2 separate regions of the Mus musculus genome follow, and region 2 is linked to region 1. A link is a contact called in public HiChIP or PLAC-seq data. All regions are on one chromosome and are shown on one strand. The core of a region is the stretch at or near the end of the contact, and the rest is flanking DNA. Distances in the headings are between cores, read along the strand shown. Region 1 holds the start of Znrf3 (zinc and ring finger 3). Region 2 has its middle 8.1 kb from the start of Gm11963.

The links. HiChIP or PLAC-seq counts read pairs in DNA pulled down with a chosen protein or histone mark.
Region 2: an H3K27ac HiChIP or PLAC-seq map of embryonic stem cells shows a contact between it and region 1, with 6 read pairs. The contact joins the enhancer-like site here to the promoter of Znrf3 in region 1. A contact is called at or near these places in 2 of 484 Hi-C or Micro-C datasets (embryonic stem cells and uterus), 6 of 115 datasets of contacts at active chromatin or transcription factors (the 230-238 cell line, the SCID.adh cell line, effector CD8 T cells and 1 more) and 1 of 9 other capture datasets (pancreatic islet).

What each region holds. Positions count from the first base shown.
Region 1 is chr11:5,442,920-5,448,021 of GRCm38.p6, reverse strand. It overlaps Znrf3 (zinc and ring finger 3), which reads left to right and starts at 3,175. Exons shown (of 9, transcript NM_001080924.2): 1 at 3,175-3,634. The coding sequence starts at 3,344.
Region 2 is chr11:5,475,265-5,480,382 of GRCm38.p6, reverse strand. No RefSeq gene overlaps it. Among named protein-coding and RNA genes, the nearest start is that of Gm11963, 8.1 kb to the left of the region's middle. Within about 2 kb of position 2,027, at least 10 of the 459 cell types and tissues checked have an H3K27ac peak or open chromatin away from gene starts, as enhancers often do. A contact at or near this core is called in embryonic stem cells, where this site is marked.

The DNA.
Region 1 (5,102 bases), core at 1,926-4,425:
GAGAAATATTGTTGCCGTTCTTCATTCTCAGAATTTATTTTGGTCCCATGAAGCCCAGTGCTCCTAGGCAGGTAATGCAAAGCTACCTTAACTGTCTGAAGGAGGAGAGGGGTGTGTGGTGATGAGCTCAGTAAGTCATGTAACCAATATTTATTAGGTGCCTATTCTGGACCACACAGCTTCAATCTAGGCAAGACCAAGGTCCTTGCCATTATAGCAAAGTGTGTTTAATGAGATCACTGAGCTGAATTTTTAAACAAGATTTCATTAAATGTGTCTAATGGGTGTTTTGCCTGCATATCTGTGCAACACACGAGTGCAGTGTCCTTAGAGCCAGAAGAGAGTGTTGGATTTCCCTGTAGAGGGCTGTGAGTTGTTATGTAGGTGCTGGGAACCAAACTTGGGTCCTCTGCAAGAGCAACAAGTGCTCTTTACCACTGAGCCTTTTGAAAATTCTGTCTCTGTCTCTGTCCCTCTCTGTCCCTCTGTCCCCCACCCTTCTCTTTCTCTGTAAATGTATGCCGTATGTGAACAGAAGAGAGGGTCAGATCCCATAAAGCTGGAGTCATAGGTGGTTGTGAGCTGGGGGCTGAGATATGACCTTGGATCCTCTCTTGACCCAAGGCTTCATTTTTGTTTGAGAAAAGGTCTTACTATGTAACTTTGCCTGGCCTGAGACACCTACGGAGACAAGGCTGGTCTTGAACTCATGGGTCCACCTGCCTCTACCTGCCCAGTGCTAGGATTAAAGCGAGCTCCACTACGTCAAGTACGAAAAGGCTTCAATTTTTAACAGCTGTATTGAGACGTCATCTATACACTGTAAAATCCATCTTTAGAAAATGTACAATTTGCCAGGCAGTGGTGGTGTACACCTTTAATCCCAGCACTTGGGAGGCAGAGGCAGGCAGATTTCTGGGTTCGAGGCTAGCCTGGTCTATAAAGTGAGTTCCAGGACAGCCAGGGCTATACAGAGAAACCCTGTCTCAGGGGGAAAAAAAAAAAAGAAAGGAAGGAAGAAAGAAAGAAAGAAAATGTACAATTTGGTGGTGGATTTCATGTATTTACAAAGAATATACTCATCACCATTTAATTACAGAATATTTTCGTTCCCCTTAAGGGAAATCCATTAATAGTCATACTACCCAATCCTCCTTCCAGTTCAGTATCTGGTGATCACTAACCTTTCCATTTTTCTATATTCTTGGCATTTCATACAAATGGAAAGGCTATATGCTTCACTGAGTATATTTTTGTCGCATTCATTCAATATTCAGTATTTTATTTGTCTTTGATTTTGTTATTTAAAATGCAATTGAAGATTGAAACTTTTTTTAATATATTTTTTCTAGATTTATTTATTATTATATCTAAGTACACTGTAGCTGTCTTCACATGCATCAGAAGATGGCATTAAATCTCATTACGGGTGGTTGTGAGCCACCATGTGGTTGCTGGAATTTGAACTTCGGACCTTTGGAAGAGCAGTCGGGTGCTCTTACCCACTGAGCCATCTCACCAGCCCCGATTGAAACTCTACCATGTTAAAAATTCGATTTTATTGTATGGATAGACCATATTTGCATATTCATTCACCAGTTCATGACTTCATACTTCTAAGGATTGCAACGCTAGCTATGCATGGCTATAATAATTGCTTTCCCCTTAAAGACTGGACTGTGCCAGGTGTGGTGGCACACGCCTTTAATCCCAGCACTCGGGAGGCAGAGGCAGGCAGATTTCTGAGTTAGAGGCCAGCCTGGTCTACAAAGTGAGATCTAGGACAGCCAGGGCTACACAGAGAAACCCTGTCTCGAAAAGACAAACAAACAAAAAAAAAACAAAACAAAACAAAAAAAAAGACTGGACTGTGCCTTAGTGGGTAAAGTCACAATCCTTGGAAATGACAGTGCTCCCGAGCAGTCAGTACTGATTAAGCTTGGCTTGGGGGAAACTAATGACTCTAGCTTTGTCAGTTACCTTCTGTGCCAAAGCTTTGGGTGGTCCAAACACAGTAACACAGTTCTGTGAATTTCTTTTCAATTGTATTTTCTATTCAACACATTGGCAAAACATTCCTTTTCAGTTTAAACTGTAACCTCGATGCGCTGATTACTCAAGGAAACACTCAATGACTTTTCTTTTTGTCTTAATATTTTGGGTGTGGTAGCAAGTAGAAGCAGATCACCCTAACCAAATATTTGCAAATATTTAAACAAAGCCATTCAGGTCAGGGAGGGAAGACGACTGAGGAAGTAGAAATTGAATGTGGCTTTTAAAGGAGGATTGTGAGTCTCATAGATTTGCTGAGAAAGGAAAAATCCTGTTCCAAAAAGGGGAAGAGAATTAAAAGTTTATCTTCTGGGTGACTGGGGACGTCTGGGTTCGGAGCACGTGTCTTTGGTATGTTTGGCAACCAGAAGTCTGTGCATTAAGCGTGTTGACTCTTCCGCCCTTCTGCACATGGTGAGATTTGAAGGGAGTGTTGGAGACGGTCTCCAGGGCTGCGGAAAGATGAACTCCATTAGAATCTAGATAACTTCTTCAAGTTCTCCGCCACCTGTCCTCACTCCTTTAGTTGAGGGTAACTGTCTATGTGACACCCACGTAAGAACTGGACGTGTCCCGGCGGGTTGCAAACTGCCACTGACCGCCCGGGGCCTTTCGCGGTCCCTGGAGGTGGTAGGGCGCGAGCACCGAGTGCGGGTGGCCAGCAGTGCCGGAGCTGCGGATGAAGCATCCTTGGACGGAAGGACGAGGCCTTTGACGCCCCAATGACTCTAATTGCGGCACCAAAGCAGGGTGCGCCGAGGGGGCGAAACCGCCCGGGAACAGGTTGAGGATCTTACTCTCCCCGTACTCCAGCAACTGCCAAGAGAAATGTCTGCCGCGGAGGGCGGAGTACAGACCAGGGGGCGTGGCTAAGAGGAAGGGGCGTGACCGAAAAAGACTACCTGGGCGGAGCAAGGGTGGAGGGGCGTGGCTAAGAACGGAGTCGGGGCGGGACTCAGTCGATTGGGCGGGGCGGGCGAGGCCTCTGGGCCCCGCCTCTCGCCGCAGGCGCGCCCGCCCCGCCTACCCGCTCCCCTCGGAGGTGGCCGCGGCCGAGCGCGGGGAGGGAGGGGAGAGCGGGTCACGACGCTGCGGGGGCGGGGATAACCCCTCACGTGGAGCAGATGAAAGGGCCGCGGCGCGACGGCCGGGGGAGCGGAGCAGAGCCTGCGACCCACAAAGCCGCCGCCGCCGCGATGGTGCTGTGAGGCGACCGCCCGCGCTCGGTCCTCCGCCGGCCCGCGACTATGCCCGGCCGCGCCCGCCCTCCGCGCCCTCCCGCCGCAGGACCATGAGGCCACGCTCGGGCGGGCGCCCAGGGGCCCCGGGCCGCCGCCGCCGCCGCCTCCGCCGCGGCCCCCGCGGTCGTCGCCTGCCGCCGCCGCCGCCGCTGCCGCTGCTTCTCGGGCTGCTGCTGGCGGCCGCGGGGCCCGGCGCGGCGCGGGCCAAGGAGACGGCGTTCGTGGAGGTGGTGCTGTTCGAGTCGAGCCCGAGCGGCGACTATACCACCCACACCACCGGCCTCACGGGCCGCTTCTCGCGGGCCGGGGCCATGCTCAGCGCCGAGGGCGAGATCGTGCAGGTAGCCACCCGGGCCCCGCGCTCCGCCGCCACAAGATGGCTCCGGGGGCTGCGCCCGCCGACCCCGCCGCGGGCTAGCGGGCGGGCGGGCGGGGGGGAGGCGCGGAGCCCGGCGGCATCCCTCCCAGGCGGGCGGGACGGGGCCTCCGGGGCACGGCGGCTGAGGCGAGCGCACGTGGGGGCTCGGCCTCCGGTGGGTGCACCGCGCCGGGGTGGGGGTGGGGACGCTGAGCTGGGCATGGGCGCCTGGGCGGCACTCTTGAGTTGGCGGGACGTTTTTCTCCCTCAGGTGAAAGTCCCGGGAACTACCTGTTGAATGCCAACTTTGCAAAGGCGAGACAAGTTGAAGGATGGAGCGACTTCTTAGAGGTCGCAGGCTTTGCTTTTCCATCCACGTTTGCTCCGTTTTCGGAGCGACCCAGTTGCCGGGGTGCACATCTTCAGGTTATTTTTGCTGAAATCTACTGGCAGCCTTACCTAGACACCAACCCTCTGGCAGGGCTCTGGACGGGCAGCAGCAGGAAGGGAGCAGGCGGAGCTGGCTGAGGAGTGGGAATTGGCAGAGCACTGTCGTGGCCGTGCCTCAGATTACAGGGGATGAGAAAGACCGCAGGCTCGCCCCTGGGTCAAGGACTAATACCGAAGAGGCCTGCAAACCCGAGCCAGGGTCTCTCACTGACAGGGCCTCCACCTTGCTCCAAATGAAAGAGGGCTGCGTCCCAAAGGAGGCTGGCTAGGGAGAGCTTTGAGCTGTCCCCAGTCTTTGAGGAGGGACTCTCAGTCGAAGCCTCAGCGGATGGATAGCTGCATAGATTTCCCGCTCCCTCGACGATGGTTTTTATCCACTACCATGTTCCAGGGCAGCGCACTTATGGTTGTTAGGCGCACCTCTGGTAGGAGTGATCTGATACGGTTGGCTCGTCTTTGAATCTTTTGGAACTTTAGAGGCCTATAGTTTGGATCTCCGGTGCTTTGCTCTTGGGTGAATTATGAAGAGAAAAGGGACTGTGTGGGATGACTTCAGAGCAGCTCCGAGTGTAGACAGGAGGGTGAAGCTGCACGCAGAGCTTTGAGTTGATGGGACACGGGCCAATACGGTGTAGCTCCTTAAAGGTGTGTGTCTTTCCAAAGCTGGAGGAGGACCCTATGGCTGTGATTAGAAAGCATTGTTTTGTGGTGCTCTTATTCTTATCTATAGAAAGCGAAATACATGTTTGACCAATTTCTGTGACTACAGATGTTGCTAACGGTGCTGTTCTCCCCCCCCCCATGTTATTGTTACTGTCATTAATATACAAGCTTTAGAGAGGATGCTTGGCTGAAGATACCTAAACAACTCTATTGCAGGCTTTAAGAAGAGTTTGAATTTTAAGTCTTGCTTCTTGTGAGTCCTTGTCGTTCTTTGAGGCTTTCCCTGTGCCCTGATGGCTTTAGAAATGTTTGATTTACAGCCTTGAGGGTGGGGGTTG
Region 2 (5,118 bases), core at 778-3,277, 34 kb before region 1:
AGGAAGAGAAATCCTTTACTAAGTATTTCTAGTAAACCAATGAAACTTCAATTCAGGCCATGTTTCATGTTTGCTTAGGAAACTACATGTCTATCACAGTGGTATCTGAAAACAGTTCTGGAGGCTGGAGATGGCTCAGAGGTTGAGAGCACTGACTGCGCTTCCAGAGGTTCTGAGTTCAAATCCCAGCAACCTCATGATGGCTCACAGCCATCTGTAATGGGATCTGATGCCCTCTTCTGGTGTGTCTGAAGACAGCCACAGTGTCCTCATATGCATAAAATAAATAAGTCTTTAAAAAAGAAAGCAGTTCTGTAAGGCAAGGACCACGTTTATCATAATCATCACAACAGCCTCCACACCCAACACAATATATGATGTAAATATTTACTGTAGATATGATTAAACCATGAATATACCACTGTAAAAGTACAATATATGTGTGTCCATGCCTTTAAATATTTATCATTTTTATTAATCTTATCATTTTTATTAAACTTATCATTTTTATTAATCTTATTCTGTTTATTAAAATAGCACGTTCATTGGAGATGTCAGAAAATTAATAAACCAAAACCACTAATATTTCTACCATCAACAGAAAAATTAATATTTTATTTGTGGAGTGGAAAAATGGCTCATGGGTAAAAGCATTTGCTATGCAAGCATGAGGAACTGAGTTCGAATCCCCAGAACCCATGTAAAAGTCAAACCAGTAACATGAGTGTCTGCAGTCCCAGAGCCTCTATGGAGAGATGGGAAATGGAGACAAGAGAACTCCCAGGAGCTCTCAGGCCAGTGTGCCTGTCATACACAGCAAGTAATGAGCCTCTCAAACAGGTAGGAGGTGAGGACTGACTCCCTCCAACTATGGCCTGTACACACCCACATTCACTGCACAAATGCGTGTGTGCACGCACGCTCGCACACACACTTTGTTTGATCCAGAAACTTGCTAGACTCTATCCCCCACCTGACAAGAACATATGTAGAGGAGGAAGACACAGTATATAGTCCTTGTCCCCAAGGCCAGGACAGATGAACCACAGAGCCAAGGAGGCTTCGGTGAGAAAGATGGAAGATTCTGATCGGCATTAAACGGAGCTCCCAAGGGCTGAGAATGGAGTTCTGAGCATGCTCAAAGGCCCGAGCTTGATCCTCAGAATGGGGAAAAGAAAATAAGTAAAAAGCAAGCAAGGAAAAAAACTGTAAAGAATATTTAGGAGGTGGGGATATATCTCAATTGGTAGAGTGCTTATCTAGCATGCAGGAGAACTGGCTTCAAGTCAAGTGCTCATAAGTCAGGCACAGGAGCACAAAGCTGGGAGCAGGAGGGTCAAGAGTTCAAGGTCATCCTCAGCTACACGCAGCAGAATATCTGTAGAAGCCAGAGGACAACCTGACAACTTGTAAGTAGTCCCCGGAGATTTGAACTCAGGCACTCAGGCTTGGCATCGAGTGCTTTTCCTCTTTGAGTCATCTCTTCAATCCTAAAATGGACTTTGGAATGAATTTTATTTCTTTCCTTTTTTAAATATTTATTTTATGTATGAGTTCTCTACACATGTACACCTGTGTACCAGAAGAGGGCATGAGATCCCATTACAGATGGTTGTGAGCCACCATGTGGTTGCTGGGAATTGAACTCAGGACCGATGGAAGAGCAGCCAGTGCTCTTAAACGTTGAGCCGTCTCTCCAACTTCCACTTGTAAATCTTTTTAAGATAATTGTGAGGCTTACCTTATGGAACTTTTTCTTTATTTTCCAAAATTACTAAATTAGTTATTGTTTTACACAGTTTTGCTAATCTAAAATATTTTTACATTTATTTTGAGTTTATTGTGTGTGTAAGGGGAGGTTCTGTTGCTAACGTCCTGTTCCCCAAATGGTTCTTGATTTATCAGTAAAGAAGGCCGGGTGTGGGGGAGGAAGCAGGAGACAATTGCTGGATGGAAGCACAGGTGGGACTTCCGGCCCCGGGAGGAAAAGGCAGACACAGAGGAGGAGAGGGGCGTTTCTGCTCTGCTTTGGAGGAAGAAGAATGTAGCAACCATGCAAGGTCTCTGGACAAGCTGGGGCTGTGGCCTCCACTCCAGGCAGGTGGCCAAGGATGTTTGGCGGGGCAGGTGGGACTAGGCACTAAGTTTAGGGCAGGTGGAGAGATGGAGATAATAAATTGGTAAGAGCGCACTTTTCCAGGTGGGGGATATCGCCCCCAGCAACTGTGCCTAGAAGGTAAGTTGTAAAGTAACAACCTGTGTGTGCCTTTTATCCAAGGATTCGGGGAAGCCGGGTGGGAGCTGGGATCATGGTCAAAGGCAGGTAGTACAAAGGGCCAGAGTGCAGCCCGTCCCAGGCAGAGGCGGTGGCATTTAAAACTACGTGCAACGTGTGTGTAGATCAGAAGAAAACTTAAAGAAGCCAGTTGATTCCAGAGATCAAGCTCAACTCCTGAGGCTCAGCAGCAACCCGCCCTGAGCCATCTACTCTAGTGAGTCATTTGATCTTTCACTTGCCCCTTGTCTGGAATGCAGATGAGATGGGAAAGATGGAGCAGCCGTCTTGTGACCACGAAGGGATGGGTCCAGCATGACAGTGGTGAGGGTCAGGGCTAGGTGGTCAGAAAGGACAGACAGATGTGAAGTGAGTTTCTGCTGGCAGCACACAGCCACAGCTCACAAGCCCAGAATGCCCATTTCTGGGTTTTTATCATACGGGAAGAGCCAACCCATTCTTTGGCTGGGTTTTCGGCTACAAAGCCAAACCAATCAATAGCTGGTAGAAAGGCTGAGCTACAGATATATTTTAAGCTGGGGCACTACACGTGGCTCTAGGGCCTGGAGAGATGGGAATTAGAAGCAAATGCTGAACTTGTATCAGGCCAGATCACAGAGCCTTCTGGGGAACCCAGGCCCTGGGCCTTAGACCGAGAGTGCCATCCTTCAAGATAAACAATGTGTAAATGAATCATTTTAAAGGAAAATTCTCCTGCCTTTCTCCCCACATCCCATAGTAGTCACTAAAAGCACTTTAAATTGTTGTTTGTTTCTACTGACCAGCTTTAGATTCACTATGTAGTTCCGGAAGGGATTGAACGTGGAGCCTCCTGTCTCCATCTTTGGAGGCCTGGAATTACGGGTGTGTGTTACCACTGCCAGGACAAATAGTGCTGGAGATTCAGTGTTGAGAGACCACATCTTCTTATGTGTAGGACTGTGGGTCTAGTATGTAGCAATGCAAGCATGCACACACACACACACACACACAGAGTCAATTTAAGATTGTCTGGTGGCACACCCCTGTGATCCACTCATAGTGAGACTCTGTCTCAAAAACAAGAGAAAACAATCCAGTCTCTACCATGCCAGCCACTCTTCAGACACTCGATAATCAATATTGGTATATTTGCATGATTTAGGTTGCTTTTTTTTTTTTTCAGACGGGGTTTTGTTTTGTAGCCCAGGCTGCCTTCAGATTCAAGGTCCACGTGCTCTGTCTCCCCCACGCTGGGATTGCAGGTGTGTAGTTACACTCAGCTTTCTGGTGCCTCTTTATAGACAACATTCTCCTTACAGAACACCCTGCTCAGGAATGGTGAAAAGACACTGGACTTAAACATGGGTTTACTCTGTGCCCTGAAAGTCCACTCCTTGGCACAGGGCAACCAGTCAATGTTAGACCACAGCCATGTTCAAGAACCTTCTAAGCTGCACCTGGTGGCACTTTAGTCCCAGCAGAGACAGGAGAGGTAGGCAGCCTGATCATCATAAATTCTGGGCCAGGCATGACTACATAGAGACACACCCACCCACCACCTACCCCCCCCCCCAAAGAAAGAAGAAACAATTTCTAATTTTATGTAGAAAGCCCTCGAACTGAACCTAACTCCCCATCAACATGATACAAGACTGCTATTAAAAAGTTCAGAGGAAAAAAAAAAAAAAGTAGCCAGGTGGTGGTGGCACACGCCTTTAATCCCAGCACTTGGGAGGCAGAGGCAGGCAGATTTCTGAGTTCGAGGCCAGCCTGGTCTACAGAGTGAGTTCCAGGACAGCCAGGGCTATATAGAGAAACCCTGTCTCAAAAAACCAAAGAGAGAGAGAGAGAGAGAGAGAGAGAGAGAGAGAGAGAATGCTGCTCTGAAAAAAAAAGTTCAGAAACAGCTTAGGTCACAGTAATGAAAGGATAGAAAGGATAATGTTCACTTCAAGGTAGCTGCTGAGAGGCAGGGGCATGGTCTGCCTTTTCTTTCTTTCTTTTTTTAAAAAAATATTTATTTATTTATTATATGTAAGTACACTGTAGCTGTCTTCAGACACTCCAGAAGAGGGAGTCAGATCTCGTTACGGATGGTTGTGAGCCACCATGTGGTTGCTGGGATTTGAACTCTGGACCTTTGGAAGAGCAGTTAGGTGCTCTAACCCACTGAGCCATCTCACCAGCCCATGGTCTGCCTTTTCACAGTAATCATGATTACCTGTGTTAGCTGACTCTGGTGGCCACAATACAAAAGTCCAGATGTAGGGTTGAGGAGCCAGTGGGAAGAGCTGGCCACTGAGGTGTCATGGCCTAAGGTTGCATTCCCAGAGTCCACATAAAGCCAGACAGGACAGTGCAATTCAATCATTCCTCTGGTGAGATGGGAGGTGGAGATAGATGCTCCCTGGGGACTCATGCCTGGGGCAACTCTGTAAGCTCAGTGGTAAACAGGACACCCTGCCCCAAGCAAGGTGGAGGGAGGGAGGGAGAGAGAGAGAGAGAGAGAGAGAGAGAGAGACCCTTTCACAGGGGTCATCTAGGAAAACAGATATTTACATTAGGATTTGTAACAATAGCAAAATTGCAACAAAAATAATTTAACGGATAGGGGTCACTACAGCATTAGGGATAGTATTAAAAAGGGCCACAGCATCAGGCACTGCTCTGAATGATGTCTGGAAGTTCAAGGTCGAGGCTCTGCCCTGACTTGGTGTCTGGTGAAGGCTCTGTCTATGCCTTCAGAAGGCCACCATCTTTCGGTTTGATCACATGGCCTCCTTGCTCTCACAGTGAGGATGGACAATGAGGAGCAACCCCGAGTTTCCAGGGGTCTCCGCTTCTGCTTGCTTTGGCATAGG